Linked DNA regions of Mus musculus: region 1 is linked to region 2. Evidence: chromatin contacts called from public promoter capture Hi-C data. All regions are on one chromosome and are shown on one strand. Each heading gives the region's core, a stretch centred on a gene start, on an enhancer-like site or on the middle of the called end of the contact. The rest is flanking DNA. Distances are from core to core; before and after follow the strand shown.

What was found. Promoter capture Hi-C pulls out the DNA fragments that hold promoters and counts their contacts.
Region 1: a contact with region 2 is called in a promoter capture Hi-C map of embryonic stem cells, with 2.4 times the contacts expected there. The contact joins the promoter of Qrfprl here to the promoter of Hpgds in region 2. A contact is called at or near these places in 20 of 39 promoter capture datasets (the 3T3-L1 cell line, the C10 cell line, the HPC-7 cell line and 12 more), 7 of 484 Hi-C or Micro-C datasets (bone marrow-derived macrophages, embryonic stem cells, nephron progenitors and 3 more), 1 of 115 datasets of contacts at active chromatin or transcription factors (bone marrow-derived macrophages) and 3 of 9 other capture datasets (adipose tissue, embryonic stem cells and pancreatic islet).

What each region holds. Positions count from the first base shown.
Region 1 is chr6:65,378,918-65,384,905 of GRCm38.p6, forward strand. It overlaps Qrfprl (pyroglutamylated RFamide peptide receptor like), which reads left to right and starts at 2,377. Exons shown (of 6, transcript NM_175524.4): 1 at 2,377-2,713. The coding sequence starts at 2,377.
Region 2 is chr6:65,142,659-65,148,279 of GRCm38.p6, forward strand. Hpgds (hematopoietic prostaglandin D synthase) reads right to left here and starts at 2,072. Exons shown (of 6, transcript NM_019455.4): 1 at 2,015-2,072.

The DNA.
Region 1 (5,988 bases), core at 1,127-3,626, 240 kb after region 2:
TCTCCCTCCCAGTCTCCCCTCCATGAAGCCTTCAACCCATTAATCTCACCTTTGCCTCTAAGTGGGTGTTCCTCCACCTACCCACCCACTCCTGCCTTACCCTCTAGCATCCCCCTTCTCTGGGGGCATCAAGCCTCCACAGGACCAAATGCCTCCCCTCCCACTGATGCCAGATAAGTCAGTCCTCTGCTACATATGTAGCTGGAGCCCACGTATACTCTTTGGTGGTTTAGTCATTGGGAGTTAGTTGATATGGTTCTTCGTATGGGGTTGTTATCCCCTTCAGTTCCTTCAGTCCTTCTCCTAACTTACTCTACTCAGCTTTAAAAAGCCAGAAAAATCAGCATTCCACGTTCTTAAATGGGAGTCAAGGTCAGAGAGGAGAAGGCTGAGAACAGGACATAGCTGCCAGACAGGCAGTTAGCGTAGGGACCCAAAAGCAGCACTGTCAGAAACATCCTTGGGTCTCTAGTCAGCAATGCAGCCAGGAACTCTTTATCTTCTGGATGAGCAACCTGTCCAAATATTGCACGTGAGGTTGGGGACTAGAATAGCAGTCTAGTCACCAAATTTGTCTATTGAAAAGGTTTGGACTAAATTTTTAAGTTTTCATGGCAATCCAGGTTGTATCTTCTCCAACTTTGGGCCATTTTCTAAATGATTTTAGAATCCCCCCCCCCCCAGCACTCATGTGTTACAATAGCATTAGAGTTTTATTTTAAACTATAGGGCTCCTAGAGCTTTTTAGCTTCTTTTTATGAGGCTAGAGCACAAGTAGCAATACTTTTTCAGTGGTCCAGAATCACCCCAGTAGCTATAAGACATCAGGGCCAAAAGCAGCTTGAGGAGAAAGGGCTTTCTATTTCGCTTACAATTCTCAAGTCATACCCCATCAGTGAGGGAAGCCATGGCAGGAACTCAAGGCAGAAGCCTGAAGACAGACACTGGTACAAGGGCTTGAAGCAGTGCCGCTTACTGGCTTGCTCTTTCATGGCTTGCTCAGCCTGATTTCCTATATCGTCCAGAATCACCTGTCTGGGTTGGCACTGCCTACCCAGATCCGGGCTCTCCCACATTAGTCTTTAACCAAGAAAATACTCCCCAGACTTGCCTATAGGCATTTTCTCAAATGTGGTTTCCTCTTCTCTTGTGCTAAGCTGATAAGAAACTCTGCCTTGTACTAAGATGTTTAAACAAAACAAAAACAAAACAAAACAACTAACTAGAACATCACAGACTAGACAAACTTCTTGATGCTTCCCATAATTAAAGTGCAAACTATAGCCATACAGAAACCAGTCCATGTTTCTTCATAGCAGTTTTATAGCCCAAAGCTGGAGACACCCCAACTGTTTTACAAGGAAGGAATAGTGAAATAAACTAGTATATGTCAGCAATACACCCCACAACTTGGACAGATTGACAATACACTTCACAACCTGGTTAGATTTACAAAACATCTCACAACCTGGATAGGTTTACAGCATATTGTGTCAAGGTGGAGGAGATCACATACACACAAAGTATATAGATTCTGATTCTGTTTATATTATTATACTCTTGACAGATGTGCAGAGACTGCTAGAGGTTAGAGGTCATGAACGGAGGAGCGCGGTCATGGTCATGAAAATGTCCCAGAGTGAGATCTGGGCGGTGATGGAGTTTTGTATCTTGATTTTGTTACACACACACACACACACACACTCTCTCTCTCTCTCTCTCTCTCTCTCTCTCTCTCTCTCTATCTATGTCAATTTTTAGGTTTGTACTTTGTCATACACAGTTATGACAAAACGGAGAAAGTCAGAGTATGCCTGGAACCCTCTTTTTATGACTGCAACTTCTCTTCTGTAATTATTATTTCAAAGCTGAAAAGACTTGAACTCCACTTTGCCATGGGTAGTTGTGGCCCATACATGATTTTACAAGAGGAGAACCAAGAGGCTTTCCAAACCTCAACAACAGTTTTTGTTTTAGTATCATCAACCTGGGCTGGGGCATGGCTTTGGGTGGTTCCAGCAAGGCAGGGCACTCCTTGTTAGGTGCTTTGCTGCAGGAGGCGGCTCTCCAGGGGCTGGGAAGTGCGCGGAGGGGCGGGGTTCAGCTCCACTAAGGTCCAGAAAACTGGACACTGAGCCTCGCGTGGCGCTGCGAGGTTTCTGAGGACCGCAGCGCCTGGCTGGGAACTTTCTTAGAACTGCAAACAGTTTGGCGGCTCTGACTTTGCTCTGGTCACTGCTAGACTCTCTCGCGCCGCTCGCACGGCACGGCAGGGCACGGCACGGCACGGCACGGCGGCACGGCTTCTGGCTTCTCTCCTATACCTCCCGGTCCTCGACTGCCCCACGCGCGGACGAGACGCCTCCCGAGCCCGGCATGTCGTGGAACTTGACCGCGGAGCAGCTCTCGGCGCTGCTTCGGCTGCACAACCTGACGCGCGCTCAGTTCATCGCGCACTATGGGCTGCGGCCACTGGTGCTCACCCCGCAGCTTCCCGCGCGCGCCAGGCTGGCCCTCCTGCTGGTCGGCATGCTCATCTTTGCCCTGGCGCTCTTCGGCAACGCCCTGGTAGTCTATGTGGTGACCCGCAGCAAGGCCATGCGCACCGTCACCAACATCTTCATCTGCTCCCTGGCACTCAGCGACCTGCTCATCGTCTTCTTCTGCATCCCGGTCACCATGCTCCAGAACGTCTCGGACACCTGGCTGGGGGGTAAGGAGGTCCCCGCTAGGCATTTTCCTTTCTGGTCGCCTTTTGTTTTCTCCATCAAGAGAACCCCTGAATTTTTGGAACTTCTCAGCAGGGCTTACTTGCTGAGGGGGCGTTTGTTTCTTTGTTTTATTTTCTGCTTGGGGCCAGCATCCCTCCTTGTCCCATAGATATATTGATTGTGGTAAGATTTAAGTACAGTCCACAGCAGCATGATTCTTCATTCATTTCAGCCCCTCACCGTAATTACATGCTGTTCCCCCACACGCTGTTTAAAATAAACCATTGCAATTTTAGAATAATCTTTCAAATAATAAAACATTTCAAAGGTCATTTTTTTTTCTCTTCTTTCCCCCAACTTCCAGGTTTCCTTCCCAGTTATATATGTGGCTTCCAGACAAGGTTTTGCATGTATTAACTAATAACACACAGACTTAAAACCTTTCACAACAAGTAGACACTGAGCAAAAATGTGTTGGTTTAGTAATATTAAGTAAACATGTCCCCTCTTCATTTCTAAAGGACAGGTGAAATTGCTCTTCATTAGAACAAGGGGTAGGACTGGCAAAGAAATCAGAGACTGGAGGCAATGAGAGAGGCAGTGGGTGGAACAGAAGAAAGGTGGACGCTGGGTTCCAGGGGCCTCGAGATCACTGATAATGATCTCCCACTGCTTCCAGGGCAACTTAGGCAGGAAATAGCAATTCTACCCCTGCTTTCTAGAGTGCTGTATCCTGTGGGTACATTGAAATTCTTAGAAAGTGGTTGTAAATGCATGAGAAATGGATCATTATGCCTTCTTACCCTGCCATTTCTGTCCCTAAGGCTAATTTATTTAAACTACTGGAGGCTCTTTCATCACTCCTTACCTCCTACCACTAGGGGATTACCAGCGAATACCTTCAGTGTTGCGGTTTTTCATGAACTTGAGTTGCATTAATTGTTGGGGATAAGGATAGTAAATTGCTGTCATTTCATCTGATATATTTCCTAAAAAAAAAAAAATCCATCAAATATTGAGTACATAGGTTTGGCTTGAAAGTGACCCAGGGTATATAGATCACTGTAAATAGATTATAGGTTAGAAATGTTTTATCTTCTCTGATAAAATAATTGCATTTGGGCATTCTAGATTTACCTGAGACAGCTAAGTTCATCAATGGAGGGTTTTGGATTATCAAATATTACATTTTTGAGGAGAAGTCATAGAGTTACTACTACTTTTCCTGTATGTACTTAGAAACATATTTGCTCTGCTGAGGTGGTTACATCATCACTGTGACACTGACCACAAGAATTGAGGTTCTCTGCTGGCTATGGAAAGACCAGGTTCACTACTTTGCTCTAACGTGGGGCTAGTTGAACATGTCTGGGCCCCGATTTTTAAATACCATGTTACAATTTGGAGAACTTTGCAAGAAGGAGTGAGACAGACCTTCTGTTCCAAGTCAGGTTAAGGGACGATACTCAGGAAGGTCACAGATCTTCCCTGAGAGGGGAGTCTGAGGAGTCTCTCAAGCTTTCTGCTTCCCCCCCCCCCCCACTCTGGGAAAGATGTGTCACTGTAGCTTCCAACTATTCACTGAGGGTCATATGTTATTCTTATATTTTATGGAGATGGTGTAAAAATAAAGTGTGTCTGAAAAAGTAGTTTGTAAAACATGATTATCCCCAGTTCAGTAGAACACACGTCTAATTCCAGGACTGAGATGGGTAGAGAGGCAGAAGAATTTTATGTTTCTGGCCAGCCTGGGCAGCAGGTGAAGCTGTCTCAAAACCCAGAAATAAGCCAAAAAAGTTGTCGTATCATGGAAGTACAAGGTATTAGAAGTACTATAGATAGCCTCTTCTTACTTATCTAGGACAAGACTTATGGAATAAATAATATTCCATATATTGAGTGACCAACAACAAAACTTTAGAGGAGGAGAAATGGACTACAGAGGGACTGGCTAAGGATACGAAAGAGAAGTAACTTGTATGTTATAGGTTAGGAGAGTATTGCAGAACTTCTTTGATAAATTAACACAGGTTAACCCAAATTAATGAGACCTAAAAACTAATTCTTAATTTATTCATTTGATAAAATGATTAAGAATCTGCTATATGGCAAAGGATTTTTCCTTGCGATTATAAAAACAAATAAGCTTATATAGTCCCTTGCAGGGCCTCGGAGAATAGAATGGAGTCCAAGTGAGCCAGGACAGTAGTTAATATTTAGAAAAAGATTCAGTTTGCTCTCGGACCATAGGGGAGTTGGGAAAGCTTTCTGAGGCTATGTTGTTTGAACTGTGTCTTGAAGGATGATTCAGATCGTTTTCCACAGAGGAGAATGGGTTCATCCACAGTTTGGAGAGAGAAAGGTCTGATGTTTTAAGAGCACTGTATAAGGTGTCTCAGAAATACACAGCTGGTACGTGGGAATTGGTAGGAAATAAGAAAAGAAAGCTACTGTAATGGGGAGAAAAAATGTTACATAAAAGTGTAAAATATAAATACCTCTGAGATGCCTCCAGGCATAAGGTGGGCCAGACAATGGCAGGAGGGAGGCTGCCTCCTAGATGGGCAATGTAGCTTACTCCAGAGCTGTGGGCAAGGCTGTCACATTTTCTGGTGTGGCCACTATTTCCAAATTATTTCCCCTTTCTTTTCCTAAGAGAAACCATGAACACATTTTTACAAACGATACTGGCATCTAACTCAGATGTAAAGAGTGAGATACAATTGCGTAAAATAAAGCAGCTGTCTAGCCTTGGTCACACATAGCCTATAAGCTCTACATGCATGCATTCTCTCAACTAAACAGTGTTGACAGTGGTGGTCTGTGGATGACTGCCTTTCCTTCTAGTTTACTTCTCTCCTGTCCTAGTTTGCTTTCCATTGCTGGGATAAAACACTAACCAAAAGCAACTCGGAGAGGAAAGGGTTTATCTGTCTTACATATCCGGGTCTCTGTCTACCATAAAGAGGAGTTGGGTCAAGAACTCAAGGCCAGAGCTTGGAGGAAGGAACTGAAGCAGTGGGCAGAGAGAAACACTGTTTCTTCCTTGTAGGGTTGCCCTTTCTACTTGCTTATACAACCTAAGAACATCTTTGCAGGGGTGGCACAGCCCCCAATGGGTTGAGCCCTCAAATAGTCTTTAATCAAGAAAATGCCCTGTAGATTGCCAGCAGGCAGTCTGTTAGAAGCATTTTTCTTTGTTATTAGACGCGTTCTCACGACCGGCCAGGAAGAACACCACAGACCAGAATCTTCTGCGGCAAAGCTTTATTTCTTA
Region 2 (5,621 bases), core at 822-3,321:
TAAGCCCCAGAACATCCACAGCTACATGGAGAGACCTTGTCCCAACCAACCCAAACAGACAAAAACACCACTCCTGCTATTTGACTCCGCTTTGACTGGACCTGATTTGAATAGAGCTGGAGACCTCTGGCATCATGCTGGCCTCATTTTTCCTGGTGACTTCATTTGTGAACTTTCCTCTCCCATGCTGTTGTAAGAATGTCACATAGAGAAAATAGCGTTTACCCCGAAGAGAACAAAAAAGTTTATCTTCTTTCTTAACACTCCAAGGGAAGTCATGCAAAGTTTCTGATTGAGTAGGTAGATATTTGGAAAATAACATGAGCATTTCCTCAGCACATGGCTGAGCAGAAAAGGCCTTGGGCAACACATGAGCTTAAATAGACTTCTAGCCACGGTAAGATTAAATTCTTAGTATTTACTAACCTTGTGGGGAGACATTTCACATAGGTTAATGGTGCTTTTTTAGAAGCAGTCTGTCTTTTGTGCTTCCACTCTATTAGGTTTGTATCAATTTTTACTTTTCATAATATCGATATTTCAGTTGATCATAAGAAATATGTGGGAGTGGTCAACAGGGACACCTTTAATGTAAATATTAATAGAATGTGAATTGTGGTAAGATCACTTAAGTCTGATTAGGCAGTTGTGCTATTTTGATTAAAGTAATAAAGTTAAAAATAGTATAATATTTGTAGTCTGTATGTCTAAAAGATGATAGAAATCCAAAGCCAATTCTCTGGCAGAAAGAGTCATCACCGATGGCTAGTTGCAACCCCAATTTTATAATTTATTTAACACCAGTGGCCTAACTGAACTCTCGCACTTCAATAAAAGATATCTGGAACTCAGAGATACTTGGGGTTCCCTGCCACGTTCTTTTCACATGTCCAGCAATTCTGCAATAGCTTGAGTCTGGAGTACACAACTGGAAGCATCCCTGGTCTTGCCGACAGTCTTAACCCCACCCCACATGTGGTGGACACGGCACACTGTTTGCACCTCTATTTGTGTAGAGTCTGGTATTTTAAAATGCAGGAGCTGGATGCAGAGAGCAGCTGAGGAGCTACTGTTCACAGGACATCTTGTCCATGTTGGACATCTTGCCCATGCTGGCATCTCCTAACAGAAGCCACTGCTCCTAACAACTAGGGGATGGAGCGTACAGGATTTCACGATTTCATAGTGCAAGGGGGGAGGGGAGTTTTAGTTCAGACCTGGACAATTTACTGGTAGGGAGTAAAAAATGTAGATCAAAAAAGAAATAGATGACACTTTATTTGCTAAGTTGCTCATTTCAAACACTGGATGCTTAATTTTGAATCAGTGAACTGGGATCTCTATTTTCTATCAAAAACCCCCAGAGAAATGCCACTTTCGAGGCTTGCTTTATGTTAACACCTGAGCACAGGGAGTAGCTACACTGCTCTTTAGGATTGTTAAGTTCAACCATCTGAACTGAAGTAAATCTTTTAAACTATCTCTACTGTCAAATGGTGAAGGAAGCAATTCTTGGACAAGCATAGACACATTTCAACCAAATATGCCTTAACATGATAGAATGTGATGCAAAAAAAGCCCCCGGACACACACACACACACACACACGCACACACACACACACACACACACACACACACACACACACACAGAGCACGCGCACACTCACATGCATGTGTGTGCACACGTATACAGGGTTGAAGGGGCATAAATGAAAATTTATACTGCTTTACATTCTAAAGAAAGTTACCAAGAGAGTTCTAAAGATGTTATCAAGGATGATCAAGATGGGATTTTCTTTTTCCTTCAGGGGTGGTGATGCTCAGGGAATTTCTAGAAGCTTTTGGATCCACAGCTCTTACAGGTTGTCATCCGATTTCTACGTGACCATGTGTGTATGAAAGCCTGGAGTGAGCTGACGCTGTTAAGATGGAACATATAGACCACCGAACAGTCTCAAGCTGGGGAAGACGGGGAGAATCAAACAGAAAGAAGAAAGAGTTCGTGTCACTTACCTATGCAGAGAGCCTTTCCTGTGCCGTGTCTCCGTGTCTCAGTTCCTGTCTGTACAGTGGTTTCTGTGATGAGTGGCAGTCACAAGACAGCCAGAGGCCACTTCCTCCACCTAAAAGCCTTCCTGCCTTTCTCACATGAGATGCACGAGTCCAAAGTTCAGCCTGTAAAGAGCTCTGGGTAGCTTTTGTCATCATTTCACAAGCTCTCTACATTAGTCCAACGTATTTGCATAAAGAGTAAAGTCGCAGTCACAGGTGCTTGTGTGTACAGATTGCTACAAGCTCTTTATTCTTAGTCTTACACCACAGACTTCTGGGGAATGAGAAAACAAGCCCTGTCACGTTTTCTTACAGAGACAAAAGTGTCTTACTTCATTTCCCAGTCTCCCTGGAGACGCCTTTGCCCCGTGCCTTCTCACCCGCGTCCACCCCCAGCACACGCACCGTTTGCTCACCGTTTGCTCTTCATCATGACGTCCCTCACTGCATGATTTATTTGTTTGGTCCCTGCCCTCACACAAGCAGTGTCTGTAACATCCAGTGCTTCAATGTTCCCTCTTTTGAGCTTTCTCCCTTCTACAGGATTGTTGGACATGTCACATAGACCCTGATCTCTATCTGATGGCTGAACGCTCTTAGCATTTCGGCATGGGTCAGACTTTTAAAGACTACATTTGCATGGTTGCTTGAGTTCTGTTTACACTCATTTCTTGGAAGAGGTCCACAGTTTGAAAGAGTCTTAGTGTACAAGATTCAAATACTCCATGAGAGTACCTTTTTCTAGTAGGAACTCATATCTATCAGCTTTAAATTATAACACAAGTTTAATTTCAGTGATAATATTAGCACAGCTTACTGAAAATGTCCAATAAAATATCTGCCTGTGCATCCTGAAATCTGGAAGTTACCCAATGAGACATTGAAACCACACGGTGCTTTTCATGTCCCCAGAACAATCATACCTAGGGGCAACTCTTTTTTTTTTTTAATTTAATTTTATTTTTATTAGGTATTTTCCTCGTTTACATTTTCAATGCTATCCCAAAAGTCCGCCATACCCACCCCCCCAATCCACTACCCACCCACTCCCCCGTTTTGGCCCTGGGGTTCCCCTGTACTGGGGCATATACAGTTTGCAAGTCCAATGGGCCTCTCTTTGCAGTGATGGCCAACTAGGCCATCTTTTGATACATATGCAGCTATAGTCAAGAGCTCCAGGGTACTGGTTAGTTCATAATGTTGTTCCACCTATAGGGTTGCAGTTCCCTTTAGCTCCTTGGGTAATTTCTCTAGCTCCTCCATTGGGGGCCGTGTGACCCATCCAATAGCTGACTGTGATCATCCACTTCTGTGTTTGCTAGGCCCCGGCATAGTCTCACAAGAGACAGCTATATCTGGGTCTAGGGGCAACTCTTATCAACCATGTCATAAGATCCATTTCAAACGAGCTTCTTTTTACTTTGAAAAAGAAAACAAAAAACCTCCAATGATAAATGAGAAAAATATAAATATACATAATATAAATATAAAAATTATATAAATGTAAATAATATAAATACTAATTTGTAAAAAGTTTAAGAAGACACGGGTACAGCCTCTTTTCTGCTCATTACAAGAAGCGAAATAGATGCTGTCTGAGGTGAGGTTAATGGACACAGTGATAAAGGCTCTCACTGAAAACTGTGTAAAATCAGCTGCAAAATGAACGACGGTAGGGTTGTAGCTGGACGAGATCAACATCAGGACCAGATTATCCTTCACCAATGTTTCATGGGGGCTTCTCTTCCACTGGATCTTATTTTAAATCAGCCCACGCATCATTTTCCCTTTATGTTGATAAAGAGGAAGTATTTAAACCCACTTGCTCCTCCATTTGTGGCCTCTGAGTTGCTGGGGAAGAAAGGTCTACAGAGGAAATCCACAAAGTTTCCTTTGTCAGCTTGGGTATCTTTTATTTAGTTTTCTACCATAATCAGTTACTTAGGAAACTAAAACTTGGCCTGATGAAATATTCAAACTTGGGATGGAGGAGTCAGCAAGGCCAACTGTATTTGTTTCAATTTCTAAACTAACTGAGTGGCTAAATGTATGGAAAACGAATTATTGTCTATTTTTCCAGATTTCAAAAAAGTGATTATACTGTTTTCTTTGTCTACCTCCTCAGACACTGTGAAGAACAATACAAGTAAAAGTCATATAAATTCGCTGAAATGTTGAGTGCTCCCTGTAGGCTGTGGACTGAGCACAGTCCTGGCCTGTGTTAGCTCCCCATCTCCATAAAGCATTATGCACAGCCTTGACTGTGGCACACAACGGACCAGAGCTTATTAAAGCAGCACTTAGAGATGAAGAAGTATCCAGATACCTCTTTCTAACTTGCAAGATTTCATGTATATTCTTTTTATGTATAGGGACATAAAAATACTGAAATAGAATAAGTCAAATTAATTTTCAAGATTGTTCCAGAATCAATTTATGTCATTTCTATATCACTTCATCATGCTCTGTGGGAGGAAAGACTAAGCAATAAGTACAATTTCTGGATTAACCCTGTTCTGGTACCCTCAAAAGATGTAATTCTGAAAATTGAAGGCTTGGTCACTGCTGAAGTGCTCAGACAGTTTCCAGAAAACACTCCTCTCTGGCAAGACAGTGAGTGGGAACTGAGGCAAAGAGCACAGGCCCTGTGGACTGAGGGGACAGATCCTTGAGCTGTCTTCAGCCTAAAGCCTGGTAACCAAGACAAGATACTCAAAGGACGAGTATTCCATTTCATAGTCCATAGCTAGCCCACTATCCATTTATTATTTATGGGTACAATGATTATTCATATAGACATTTAAAGAGGATTTTTGGAAAGCTTCAAGTATCTTCCCAAAATTTATTTGTAAAGTTTATTTATTTTAGTTTTTTGACAATTTCGTACATTGTATTTTGGACTCAAAATACAATGGGCTCTGCCCAGATTCACTCCACATTCCAGATTCACTGATCTTTGTGTCTTTGTTCTTAAACCCATTCGACCCAACTAATGCTCTCCATATTCCCTTGGCTGTATGGTCATTTACTGGAACATGTTTTAACTACCAGAAGCTCCTCCCTTAAGGAAAACAGACTCTTTTTCCTAGCAGTATCAGTTACCAAATAGCTTCTCAACCAGGGATAGGACTTTGTGACTACCTTTCCCTTCTATGCTAGTATTTTTTTCTGGTCTGAGCTTATGAAGATCTTGTGTATGCTGTTATAATCACTGTAATTTCATATGTGCAACTGCACTTTTATGTCCAGAAAACACTGCTGAAGTCATCCACCACCTTCGGCTCTCAAAATCTTTCTGCCCCTTCTTCTTTGAGTCTTGGGAGTGGTGTGATATAGATAGATGTCTTGCTTAGGGCTAAACACTCCACAGTTTCTTATTCTGTGCACCACATCCAATTGTGGGTTTTTATGTAAGTTACCTTGTACAGCAAAAAGAAGCTTCTCTGATGGGAACTGAGAGATTCACCAATCTGTGGCTGTAACAAAAAGTCACTAGGATTCTATGTCCCTGGATTCGTTAGGGTTTCTATTGCTGTGAAGAGACACTATGACCAAGGCAACTTTTATA